Regions from separate parts of the Mus musculus genome. Here region 1 is linked to region 2. The links are chromatin contacts, called in public Hi-C maps. All regions are on one chromosome and are shown on one strand. Each heading gives the region's core, a stretch centred on a gene start, on an enhancer-like site or on the middle of the called end of the contact. The rest is flanking DNA. Distances are from core to core; before and after follow the strand shown.

Region 1 (2,757 bases), core at 204-2,703, 300 kb before region 2:
GGCATAGTGGAACCTGCAATCCAGCAATTCTGAGGTTTGAGTTCAAGGACTGCCTAGGTCACATAGCAGACCTTATCTCAAAGAGAAATGGTCAAGTCCATCACTTGTTTTCTTTGACACACTCCTGAGTAACTTAAACAACAGAGACTCCTAAAAGCATGCCATAAAGCACATAAGCCTGCCAGCACAGCACGCGCCTTGTAGAAACACAGAAACACACATACCTGCATCATCTGATTCCTGAAACTGAGAGTAATCCACAACCTTCCTATTTCTGCAAAAAGAGACAAATTCAGATTATTAAAAAGAAAAAAGTATGGCTTCTAAGACACCAGAATACACATTTTAGTTTTATAAACATAATAGTTCTTAGGCCAGGTGTAATAGTGTATGCCTTTAATTCAGTTCTTGGGAGAGAGGTGGGTAGACCCTGACTCAAAGAAAACCGTCTTAGAATTACTCACCCCAGTGACAACTTAAACACTGTTCTTCTTAAGCCTTATCTTCCCCCCCTCCCCAAAACAGAACAGGCCAGGCAAGTTCCCCATGCGCATTCATTATACATAGACTATTACAGTCACAGGCTAAAGTTTTAAGTATTATTTTACTATCCCATTCCCATATATTATGTAGACATGTCTGTCCTCTAACTCAGATTCTCTTTCCTCTGCCTCCCCAGTGCTAGATTAAAGGTATGAGCTACAATGCATGGCTGTTATTTTACTCTTACTGTTATATATACAAACACTTACGTGTGAAAAAACAAGATTACATACAGCTAGGCAAAAAACCAGCTTTCTAAGGTATAATATAGTTATGTTATAATGCAATCAAATATGATAACATGAAGCCTTAGAAGAAAAAATTTTTTATTGGTGTAGTCAAAGCATGCTTTAAAACAAAAGAAATATTTTATACATATGTGTATGTTATCTATGTACATGTGTGCACATCATGTGTTTTGGTACCCATGGAGTGAAGAAGGTCTCAGATCTGGAACTACAAGTGGTTATAAGGTTGCCAAATATTGTTTGCTTCTTGTTTTGAGACAGGATCTCACATGTAGCAAAAACTGACTTAAACTCAGGATCTCCTGCTGTAATTACAGATGTGTACCACCACACCCAACCAATGGAATTTTGCCTTCAGTTTTGTTCTATGAAAATGATGAAATCTGGAGATGATTTTGAAGTGTGGAGGAGAGTGCGCACAGGTCACATACAGCATTTCGCATAAGGAACCTGAAAGAAATCTGTTTAGACTCTTGTTGTATTAGGGCTAAAAAAAGTACCTTTTTAATGAACTTGGTCTTGTGAAACTGGAAACTGAGAAAATCTACTATGATCAAAATTTAACATTTAAGAGGATTACTTAAGTACAAGGGCATGAGACGTTCTGTTCTATCTATTCCTAGCCAAAACAAACAAAAGTCTAATCAAAATCTTACTAGGGAGCCAGAAATGGTGACACACACCTGTCATCCCAGCCCCCAAGAAGGTCAGGAGTCTGAGGTGGAATACGCTGGGCTATAGAAAGCCCTAATCTCAAACTCCTACCATTTAAATGCCAAGTAAAACGAACTCTCCAGTTGAACGATAACTACCAGAAACGTGAGCAAATACAGAATCTCAACACAGCACAGACGACAAACTATAACGAACCACGGCTCTGCCACAAACTCGTTCCCTGCCCTCCAGTAAGGGGTTTCCCTCACAGACCGTGGTTTTTCAACTGTAAAATCAGGAAGACAAACTACTCAATTGTGGGGCTAGAGACAAAGCACGGTGGTCGATGTGGCTCTTGGCAGTTCCATTTCCAGCAGGTGGTCATCAACTCTTGTAAATCTAGCTCTAGAGACTCTGACCCACTCCTCTGGACTCCACATGCACATACTTACACATAATCAGCTATACATATCTATGTATTTAGTTGAGACAGGGTCTCACTATATAGTCTTGGCCAGCTTGAACTCAGAGACCTGCTTGCCTCTGGATTTAAAACATGTGCTACCACACCCAGCAAAAATAAATCTTAAAACAAAATGACTCAAGATTGTCCCGAGAAGGAGTGATAGATAAATAATGACTAATAAAAGACAGTTGTTACTACTTCTATCTCCTTCCTTTTATGTTAATTTATTTCCAGCTTCATGGCATTTTCAAGGTTCCTTTTAGGTTGAGAAGTCTAGTCATTTTATTTATTAATCAGAGTTCAGAAGAGGGAAACAAGATTTCCTGAAACTGGAGTTATGGAGTTATGTGAGCCACTACCATGTAGGTACTGGGAAATGAACCTCAGTCATTGAAGTGCTCTTAACCACTGAAGGACTCCTTTAGTCCCAAACAGTATTTCAGAGCCATCAATTGGATTACAACAATTTTCATCATTTAAGTCAATGGGAGTTCCATCCTAACAAGTCTAAAAACTTTGTACCAGAAAGAAAATCTCCAACATAAGGAAACATGAATGTCTCAGTTTCTGGGTGGAGGAAACATCAGGATTATGTTGTTGTAAGTGTGTGAAGTCAGCCACAGCTGTCTTAAAAAACAAACAAACAAAACCAAATTATTACTAGATTTTAATAGTGATAGGGAGGCATGTGGTGATTTTCAGCAGATTCACTGAATTCTATATAATCTTATTCAACCTTGGAATCTTGTCAACATAATCCCAAAAGAGAATTAAGAACCATTTATGATCTCCACGGTAGCTTACAATAAGAAAATTTCACTCATTAAGTGGTTCTTCATAGGGAGT
Region 2 (2,723 bases), core at 32-2,531:
AGCCAGGAGGGAGTGGGATGGGACAAGATTTCATCACACCGTTGAGCTTGTGTACCTATTTTGGTTAATGTTCTCAGCTCCAGTTGGCTGTAACTGACACCAAGGAAAGCGAGGCTGTAGACCACAGAGAATGACTGTAAACTCCAGTCACCAGATGCCACCCCACCAGCAATCAAAAAGCTTTTGTTTGTGATGGTCCCATGAACTTAGAGGATCCGTTCCCTTGGGGAGCTATCATGCTGTTCCCCTTGGTCTCCTCCGCTGGGGGAAGCACTGGATAAAAATTTCCCCAACTTGTGTGATAATAAGATGTAGAAAAATGGATGTGCTTTAGCAGCCAGTTGATTGTGTGTCTGGAAAGACAAACGTCAGCAAACAAGGCCCACCTTATCTGGGGGGGGGGGGGTCGAACAAGGCTTGTTCTGAAGGAGCAAGCGTGCAAATGCTACCTCAGAGCTACAGCAGGATTCCACCACCATGCCACTAGTGAGCTGGACGCACCGGGTGAGAGGTGTGTTTAGTGGATCTGCTCCTTGGATCAATATAGATTTCAGGGTTCCGCGAGATCAGAGAGAGGCAGTAAACTGACCCTGCCTCATCTGGTTTTGGAGTCCCCGGACCCCTCCCTCCCTCCAACAGTCCTGCATGTGTCTCCGGTTTTTCCAGCACATTCCCCACGCGTAACCCTTCCACAGCAACAGAAGTCTCTTAGATGTTGTCTTTGTCAGATGCACCTTGTGACCTGTAGAAGGAAGTCAATGAGAAGCCAACACTCTTAAGGCTGTCTTTCCCAGTCCCCCAACCCAGCTGGGATTCATAGTTGCCTCAGGCTGTCCTGAGTAGGGGTGAGGTGCTGAGTAGGAGCTTTAACCTGATTTATTTACTTATTATTATTTATTTGCTTTTTTTAAATGGTATTTTGGGAGAGGGTTTCTCTGTGTAGCCCTGGCTGTAGACCAGGCTGGTCTCAAACTTGTCTGCCTCTGCATCCTCAGTGCTGGGATTAGGGGCTCATGTTACCATCGCCCGACTTCAACCCAACCTGATTCTTTTTTTTCTTTTTTTTCTTTTTTTCCTTCGCTCGCGCACGCGCGTGCACGCGCATGTATACTCACCTCTCATGCAATATATCCGGACCGCAGTTTCCCCTCCCTCTACTCCTCCCAGTTCCCCAAACACACACCTACGCTTTCATGCAGATCCACTGCCCTTCAGAAAAGAACAGGCCTCCCAGGAATATCAATGGAGCACAGTGTATCTAGTTAGTTACTGTAAGGCTAGGCACCTAGCCCAGCCCAGCCCAGCCCAGCTTGGGTGTGGGAGTGGGGAGGTGACATACACAACACTCAGGACCTGCTACTCTGGCTCCACACTGCCACCTTGTGGTTGCAGACCTGGTACCTTCATGACTTTTTTTTTTTTTTTTTGAGACAGCGTTTCTCTATGTAATCCAGGCTGTCCTGGAACTCGCTCTGTAGATCAGGCTGGCCCGGAATTCACAGAGATCTGCTTGCTTCTGCCTCCTGAGTTCTGGGATTAAAGGGTGAGCCACCACCGCCTGGCTACCTTCAGTACTTTGTCAGTGAGCTGCTTGCTTAGAAAAAAAAAAAATCATGTTTTAATTGTATATTGTGAAGCCCATTGTCAGTGCTCATAAGAAATAAATATGGCCAGAATGACCCTAGGTATTAAAGAGTCATATTGGTTCATTTCAACCAGGACTTTGAGGTTCTGGACCCAGAAGAGAACTGTGGCAGCCTGGGCTGTGTTAATAGTCACTTGGTAGACCAAAGACATATTTACATACAAAACACAAGATAGCCACCTGGAAAATCAATAGCTGGTTTTAATAACTTAAAAATCCATCCCAAGGAATCTCCACAATTACCTGCTCAGCTTCCCACATACCCGTATCCATTCTTCCCTCCCTGTACCTGGTGTTCTATTCCTGCCTGGGCTGCCTGTACCTGGTGTTCTAGTCGTGCCTGGGCTGCCGTTTCTGGTTTCATTTTAGAAGGCAGGCTCTCACTATGTGAGCTAGCACTTTCTCTTGTGACTTGCACAAGGAGAATGTACTTGTTTAGGGATCTGGGCCCCAGCTGTCCCTTCCACGAGAGACTGCACTGACTGACTGTTTTTCTGAAAGCAGGTTCTACCACTACACCCATTTGGGGTTTGTTTACTTTTGCAACACTAGGGTCAGGGGTTAAACCTAGGATTTGGTTTGCTTGATAAGGGATTGCTCTGCACTGAGCTATGCCTCCAGCTCTTTTCTTTTTTTTTCTTCTTTTTTTCTTTTTAGACAGGGTCTTGCTAAAACATCCAATCTGGTCTTGAATTTGCCTTGTAGCACGGGAGGCAGCTCTTGCATTTAGAAGCCTCCAGCCTTAGTCTGCTGGGGAGCTGAGTCTGTGGATGCAGGCTCAGACTTCCTGTGTAGATTTTAAGGTACTGGAGTAATGAACTTTACAATCCACAGGATATGCATGTGTGTGTGTCCACATATATCCATATCTCCCACACAGAGCAGCATGACTCAGTTTATCCTGGGGTTAGGGCTCAGAAATGGCTTTGGTTCCCTTCCCATCCCACAGATCCCACATGCTTGTACTCCATACAAGGCAGAAGAGAGGTGGTTAGATGCATGGGACTGCCTTGGCAACAGAAGACACAGGACAGAGAAAGGGGAGGTGACCACCTCCTGCCTTGCACCTTTAGCACTG

Evidence for each region. A called contact is a pair of places that touch in the nucleus more often than the background predicts.
Region 1: a Hi-C map of liver shows a contact between it and region 2, with 2.5 times the contacts expected there. The contact joins two enhancer-like sites. A contact is called at or near these places in 1 of 484 Hi-C or Micro-C datasets (liver), 1 of 115 datasets of contacts at active chromatin or transcription factors (trophoblast stem cells) and 1 of 9 other capture datasets (adipose tissue).

What each region holds. Positions count from the first base shown.
Region 1 is chr1:131,916,522-131,919,278 of GRCm38.p6, reverse strand. It overlaps Nucks1 (nuclear casein kinase and cyclin-dependent kinase substrate 1), which reads right to left. Exons shown (of 7, transcript NM_175294.3): 2 at 225-274. Among named protein-coding and RNA genes, the nearest start is that of Nucks1, 7.4 kb to the right of the region's middle. Within about 2 kb of position 1,453, at least 20 of the 459 cell types and tissues checked have an H3K27ac peak or open chromatin away from gene starts, as enhancers often do. A contact at or near this core is called in liver, where this site is marked.
Region 2 is chr1:131,612,184-131,614,906 of GRCm38.p6, reverse strand. No RefSeq gene overlaps it. Among named protein-coding and RNA genes, the nearest start is that of Avpr1b, 14 kb to the right of the region's middle. Within about 2 kb of position 1,281, at least 53 of the 459 cell types and tissues checked have an H3K27ac peak or open chromatin away from gene starts, as enhancers often do. A contact at or near this core is called in liver, where this site is marked.